2 separate regions of the Sus scrofa genome follow, and region 1 is linked to region 2. Evidence: chromatin contacts called from public HiChIP or PLAC-seq data. All regions are on one chromosome and are shown on one strand. Each heading gives the region's core, a stretch centred on a gene start, on an enhancer-like site or on the middle of the called end of the contact. The rest is flanking DNA. Distances are from core to core; before and after follow the strand shown.

Evidence for each region. HiChIP or PLAC-seq counts read pairs in DNA pulled down with a chosen protein or histone mark.
Region 1: a contact with region 2 is called in an H3K27ac HiChIP or PLAC-seq map of skeletal muscle. The contact joins the enhancer-like site here to the promoter of SEC14L1 in region 2. A contact is called at or near these places in 1 of 5 promoter capture datasets (liver), 13 of 47 Hi-C or Micro-C datasets (embryonic fibroblasts, fetal heart ventricle, heart right ventricle and 6 more) and 2 of 2 datasets of contacts at active chromatin or transcription factors (alveolar macrophages and skeletal muscle).

What each region holds. Positions count from the first base shown.
Region 1 is chr12:4,520,422-4,523,611 of Sscrofa11.1, forward strand. No RefSeq gene overlaps it. Among named protein-coding and RNA genes, the nearest start is that of SEC14L1, 33 kb to the left of the region's middle. Within about 2 kb of position 1,635, at least 16 of the 83 cell types and tissues checked have an H3K27ac peak or open chromatin away from gene starts, as enhancers often do. A contact at or near this core is called in liver, omental adipose tissue, retroperitoneal adipose tissue and 1 more, where this site is marked.
Region 2 is chr12:4,487,244-4,490,428 of Sscrofa11.1, forward strand. SEC14L1 (SEC14-like protein 1) reads right to left here and starts at 1,835. Exons shown (of 20, transcript XM_005653864.3): 1 at 1,638-1,835.

The DNA of each region.
Region 1 (3,190 bases), core at 385-2,884, 33 kb after region 2:
ACAGGGAGCCCTAGGGTGGAGGCGTCTACAGGCGGCCAGGGGCCAGGATCCTTGCTTTGCTGAGCCAGGCAGACTTTGGAGCAGCCTCTGTATTCATCTGCAAGGAGGAGGGCCCCAGGCCTGCACATGGGAAAAAGGTCATTTGTTCTGGGAACTTTATATGTCATATCTAAACATTTTTCCAAGTCACTCATCTCGGGACACCAGCAGAGACCAAGAGCAAGAGCTCCTCCAGCCGCCAAAGGAAACACTCCCCAGCCCAGATCTGGGATCAGCTCAAAGGCAGATTTGTTAGCACAAGAATAGGAAGTACCTCTAATGTTAACTACTTTTATTGGGAGGGGGGATGGTCCCTAAAAGGGCCCCGAAAAGACTGCTGACACTCCTCAGAGTAAAAGCCAGTCACAGTTTTCAGGAGATCCTGCGAGACCCCGTCCCCACCCCCTGCAGCCCTCCTCTTCAACTCTCCTTGCTTGTGGTCCATTGTACTGGCTGCTCTGGCTGCCTTTGCACTGGCTGTTCCCTCTGCCTGGGATGCTCTTCCAGGGTATTGTATGACTTACTTCTGTACTTTGGGATTTTGCTAAAGGTCAAAGATTAAAATTGCAAACCTCACACTCCACTCCTTCCCAGCTCATTTTTCTTTCTGTCTCTTTCTTTTCTTTTCTTTCTTTCTTTCTGTCTCTTTCTTTCCTTCCTTCCTTTCTTTCTTTCTTTCTTTCTTTCTTTCTTTCTTTCTTTCTTTCTTTCTTTCTTTCTTTCTTTCTCCCTCCCCCAGAGCAATCCCATTGTCCTACTGCTGTAATGATTTCTGTGTCCCCTGCACTGAAACGTTAGTTCCCTGAGGGCAAGGAGTTACCTTGTTTTGCTTTCTGTCCTGGCCTAACTTGGCCAGCAGTGAGCGTTCAGCATTTGTTCAATCCATCAGGAAGCTGTCAACCAGGTGCACCCACCAGGTTACATAAACCAGAGAGCACGCAGCCCTCTAATTAAATGTACACTTCCAGAGTTGTGATCCCCTCCCCCCCAAGTCTACGGCACTTTTCTAACAGGCAGCAATCAGTAAGCTGAGCCACGCTGGCTTTGTACAAACTTTTTTTAGTCTTGATTTCTACCTTTCAGTTTCGAGTTTGAGTTACTCTGGCCAGAGATGCTTCTATTCCCTTCAAACGCTGTCTAGGACTTTCGGATACTGGTCATGTGTTGCACTGGATTCCTCACCAAAGAATGTCTTTCATGGAGTTCCCTTCGTGGCTCAGCGGAAACAAATCTGACTAGGAACCACGAGGTTGTGGGTTCGACCCCTGGCCTCGCTCAGTGGGTTAAGGATCCGGCGTTGCCGTGAGCTGTGGTGTAGGTCGCAGACGTGGCTCAGATCCTGTATTGCAGTGGCTGTGGTGTAGGCTGGCAGCTGTAGCTCCAATTGGACCCCTAGCTTGGGAACCTCCATATGCCGTGGGTGGGCCGTAAAAAAAAAAAAAAAAAAAAAAAGCAACAACAACAAAAAGAAGGACATCTTTCATGCAGAGTAGAACCACCTGTTGTCACCAAGGGTGACTCTGGACAGAAGGCTGCTTTAGAACTCTCTCTGATCCTCAGGTGCCAAGTGCCAAGTTCCCAGCCATGTCCTAGGATGGACTTTGGCTCAGCTGACCCATGACATGGTAAATACTTCCCGGGAACTAGGTGCAGCTGGGACACCCTGGCAGCTTCCAAGAAAGAAAGAGCCCAACCCTGCAGATAAACCTTATGCATAACTTTCTGGTGAAATAAGGTTTTGGCTAAATTACAGAAAAACAAAAACCAACCCAAAAAACTTCGTACCAAGTTACAAAAGGTAACTGGTGTAGGAGTCCGCCCTCTAGTGGACAAAGAAAGAAGTTCAAAATTTTGACTTCATAGAAAGACTCTTCAGCTCTTTTTTTTTTTTCTTTTTTCTGGCTGCCCCTGTAGCAGAGGGACCTTTCCCTGGTCAGGGGTGGAATCGGAGCTGCAGCTGCAGGCCTATGCCACAGCCATGGCAACACTGGACCCAGGCTATTCTGTGACCTATGCCACAGCTTACAGCAACCCTGAATCCTTAACCCGCTGAGCGAGGTCCGGGATCAAACCTACATCCTCCCAGAGAGGTCCATAACCCCCATAACACAGCAGGAACTCACCTCCCTTTTTTTTTGCTTTTGAGGGCTGCAAGTGCAGCATATGGAGGGTCCCAGGCTAGGGGGCTAATCAGAGCTACAGCTGCCAGCCTACACCACAGCCCCAGCAACGCAGGATCCTGAACCCACTAGGCAAGGCCAGGGATTGAATCCACATCCTCGTAGATACTAGTCAGGTTTGTTACTGCTGAGCCACTGTGGGAACTCTGGGCACTCCCTCTTTAATTCAATTTTATTAACGTTTCTGCTACAGGCCTTTTGTATCCCACAGTCATTTTCAACATTAAACTTAGAGACCACACATTAACTTACCTATTGCTACTATTAAAGAACCATTTTTATCAGCTGCACCCAAGGCATATAGAAGTTCCAGGGCGAGGAATTAAACCTGAGCCACAGCAGTCATCTGAGCCACAGCAGGACAACACCAGGTCCTTAACCCACTGAGCCACCAGGGAACTCCAAAGTGCCATCTTTTTGAAAGACTAGACTTCTGCCTGCTTCCACTGTCTCTTACATAACCCAGAGGAACACAAGTCATAAATGCTAAGGCCCAGCCACACACACACACACACACACACACACACACACACGCATCCTTTGGGGAAAACAAGCACGCCATCACTACACCTCGACCAGCTGGGGCCTATTCCATTGACGGGCTGGAGCTGAGCAGGAGACAGCTGGGGACCATTCCAGGAGCCAAGCTTGGGTATGGCATTGGCCACATGAGATGTTTTCACGAGTCTCCTCCCGTGGGTTCAAGGGTTCCCCATCACCTGCTCAGGCACTCGGTATGCTCATTGTGTAATGAAGGCTATTGTCCTGAGCTGCAGTCACAGACAAGGCTGGGGTTCAATGCTAAGAGCCCACCCCGGGGCAGCATTTCAGCAGAAAAAAACAGGTTAGGATGCAAAGACACGTTCCTTTAATGTTCAGTGCCCTAGAGAATGTTGCACTGGAGACCCCGTGTCATTTCACACTGGGAATAGCTTAGAATGATCTGGACAGTTACATGTCACTAGCTCTGG
Region 2 (3,185 bases), core at 585-3,084:
ACACTACTGGGTCTCAAATGACTGTTTTCCTCAAAAGCTATTTTCAAAGGAGACTTGTCACTGCCCATTATTCCAACTGCGCAGACTACCACGTCAGGGCCCTATCTTCAAATGGCAGAGACCTGGAGCCCTCTGGCTTAGGGGCTCGGCTGAAATCTCCAGCCTCAGGTATTTGTAATGTTAGTGAGCAAGCAGCTAACTTCACACGTCAGGAATCCTCCTGCCAGCTACACGCTCACACACTGGTCCCAGCCTACACACTTTTATCCAGAGTCCTCTACCCGACTTTACTTCCCTATTTAAAAGGGAGGAATAAAAATAAACCCAAAAGGCCCACCTGTCCTGCCGAGAATAATCATTACGAATGTTATTTTATGCTGAATATGGTGAGAGGATATTCAAAAGTACAATATGGAATATCCTCGAGGAGCCCAAAGTCTAGCTGTAAAAAAAAGAAAAAATTACGAAGATGTATTTGATTTCACAAGATTCCTACCTGTATCACTACTTCTAAACAGGTTTGGAACGTTCTCCGGTATGTCTGCCATACGGCTCAGAACCGGACAGGTTCTGGAGGAAAAGCGCTATTTTCTGGCAGCCTGAAAACGGCCGCCTAACTCTGCGTGACCTCAAGCCAGCCACTTGACTTCCCCTGGACCCAGAGCCACCTCTGTAAAGTGAGGTTTGGGGTGAGATAGTGTTGAAAGACTTCCAGCTCTAAAATTGTGAGACTCAGAGCCAAATTCTGAATCCACCACAATCAACTGGAATGCCGTCATTAATCTTGATTCGGCGACTGCCAGGTCCCGGTGCGCCGGGACCTCGTTCTATTTAGTTTTGCCAACCTGATAATGCTGGGGCGCAGCAGGGATTCAATAACCTTTTAAAATTTTAATTAGGAAAATTAATTTTAGGGTATCTTCCACAGAAGGAGAGGGGAACTACCGGAGGAGAATGGAAAAAGAGAGGAATGCTCGCGTAAGACTCGGTAACTCCCATTCGGATTCCACCGCCGGCCAGAACCCAAGAGACACTACGCCGAAGAACCTGCTAATTCACGAGCTTCTGAACTCCTGCCAGTTGCCAGCTTCGGATGCTCTGGTCCAAACGTCCTACGTGGGACTCTGGAGTTACAACGGCAAAGTGGCATCGTGGACCAGGGCAGCCTCTATTGCATGACAATCGTGCTTAAAAATGAGCCAATGGCCAGACCCAGAGAGTCCACCCCGAGCAGGCTCGAGGGACGGCCGGGCCCTCCGCTCGATCAGGGAGTCCCGCGCGGCGGCTCCGCGGGCCCCCAGCCCCGGCCGATCCGGGGAGGTGCGCCAGGCACCGGCTGGGACCCCAAACTCCGCTTCCCGCGGGAAGGGTCCCGGGTGGGAAGATCGGCGGGTGGGGGCGGGGAGGGGTCGACCCGTACGGTAGGAGTGGCGCCGGGGGCGGCGGGCCGGAAGGGGTGGGGGGGAGAAGGGTCGGCTCCGGGCCCGGGGATCCGGGGTGAGCCGGGGAGATCCGGGGGGCTGGGGAAGGGCGGGCCCGGCGGGGAGACGGCCGCGAGAGCCCCGCGCCGCCGGGGGCGGGGGGGGAGGGCCGGGCCGGGGGCGCGCTCGAAGCCCGCCGCGGAGACGCGCGCCTACCTCTTGTCAGAAAGACCGAGCCGGGGACGCGGGGCGGCGGATGGCGCTCATGCCGGCGGCTCCGCGGTTCCGTCGCCGCTCCACTGCCGGCGGCCGCAGCTCTGCCGCCGGTTCCGGGGAGTGGGCCGGGGGGGGGCGGGAGCGGGAGGGGCCCAGGGAGGCTCGAGTGGTTGTTACGGGTGACGGGGAGGGCGGGGCCCGGAGGCCGGAAGGGGTGCGCGTGCGCGGAAGCGGCCGAGAGACGGAGGCGGGCGCGAAGCCGGTTGCTAGGGAGGGGGAGGGGCGGCAACCGGGGCCGAGCCGAGCTGCGCAGGCGCCAACTCCAGGCGGGCGGGCGTGGGGGGAGCTCGGAGCCGGCAAAGGCGCCTGGCCCCGCCCAGTTTTGCATCATGGGGCGGGGCGGGGGCGGGGCTCGCGGGAAAAGCGGCGGAGGCGGCGGAGGCGCCAGAGGAGCTGCGAGTGGGACCCGCGAGAGCTGCGCAGACCTGGAACAGGGAAGTTGGCGAAGAATCAAAATAGCAGGGGCTTCCGGCTTTGCTGAGGCCCAGGGCTCAGGCTCCCGCGCTTCCTCAATTTTCGCCGACTTCGGCAGTACCCTGACCACATTCTCACAGAGTAACGCAGAGGAGGCAAATGCCAGGACTAGGGAGGGGCTGGGTGGAACCCATCGGCATCGTGTCTACGCGTCCAGGCTGTGCGGGGGCGCGAAGCCAAGTGGGTCTGGCGTTTCAGCAAAACTCCCAACTTTGAAGCACAAGTGTGATACACACTGAGACGTTCAGGGGTTCTCAAGAGGAGCCAATCGCTGGAGAGGGCCAGCAGCACGTCCACCCACACAGCGAGGCTGGTTTTATAGCCAACAGACAGTTTCTCCATCAATGTCACTGTTGTTCCGTTCGAATTCGTCACCCTGGGTGGCTGTGCGTTTGACGCTGCCGCCGCACAGCACAGTTGTGGAACTGTTTTGGAATTTCCTTCAGGGCCAGTTCACCAGTCACACAAGAAGATCGTTCTTTACTTGGTCACACCTTGTTTTTCAACTCACACCATCATTTTCCAGCTTGATTACTCACTCTGCTTATAGACTCAGCTAGCGCTGGCTTTTGCCTGTTTGTAAAAATCACATCCACCTTCGAAAATGCTTCCGGAAAGTGACAACCCAGGGAACAACAGCACCTATGAAATGGCCTTGCCAATAATTGACCTAATCTGATAAGCATCCACCAATTTATACGAAACGGAAAACAGAGGAACATGTTAAATGATTCCAGGAGAAAATAATCAGCCAGCTATAGACCATGGGAAAAACCGCCTGACAAACACATTCTTTTTTTTTTTTTTTTTTGTCTTTTTTGCTATTTCTTGGGCCGCTCCCGTGGCATATGGAGGTTCCCAGGCTAGGGGTCTAATCGGAGCTGTAGCCACCGGCCTACGCCAGAGCCACAGCAACGCAGGATCCGAGCCGCCTCTGCAACCTACACCACAGCTCACGGCAACGCCGGATCGTTAACCCACTGAGCAAGGGCAGGGACCGAACCTGCAACCTCA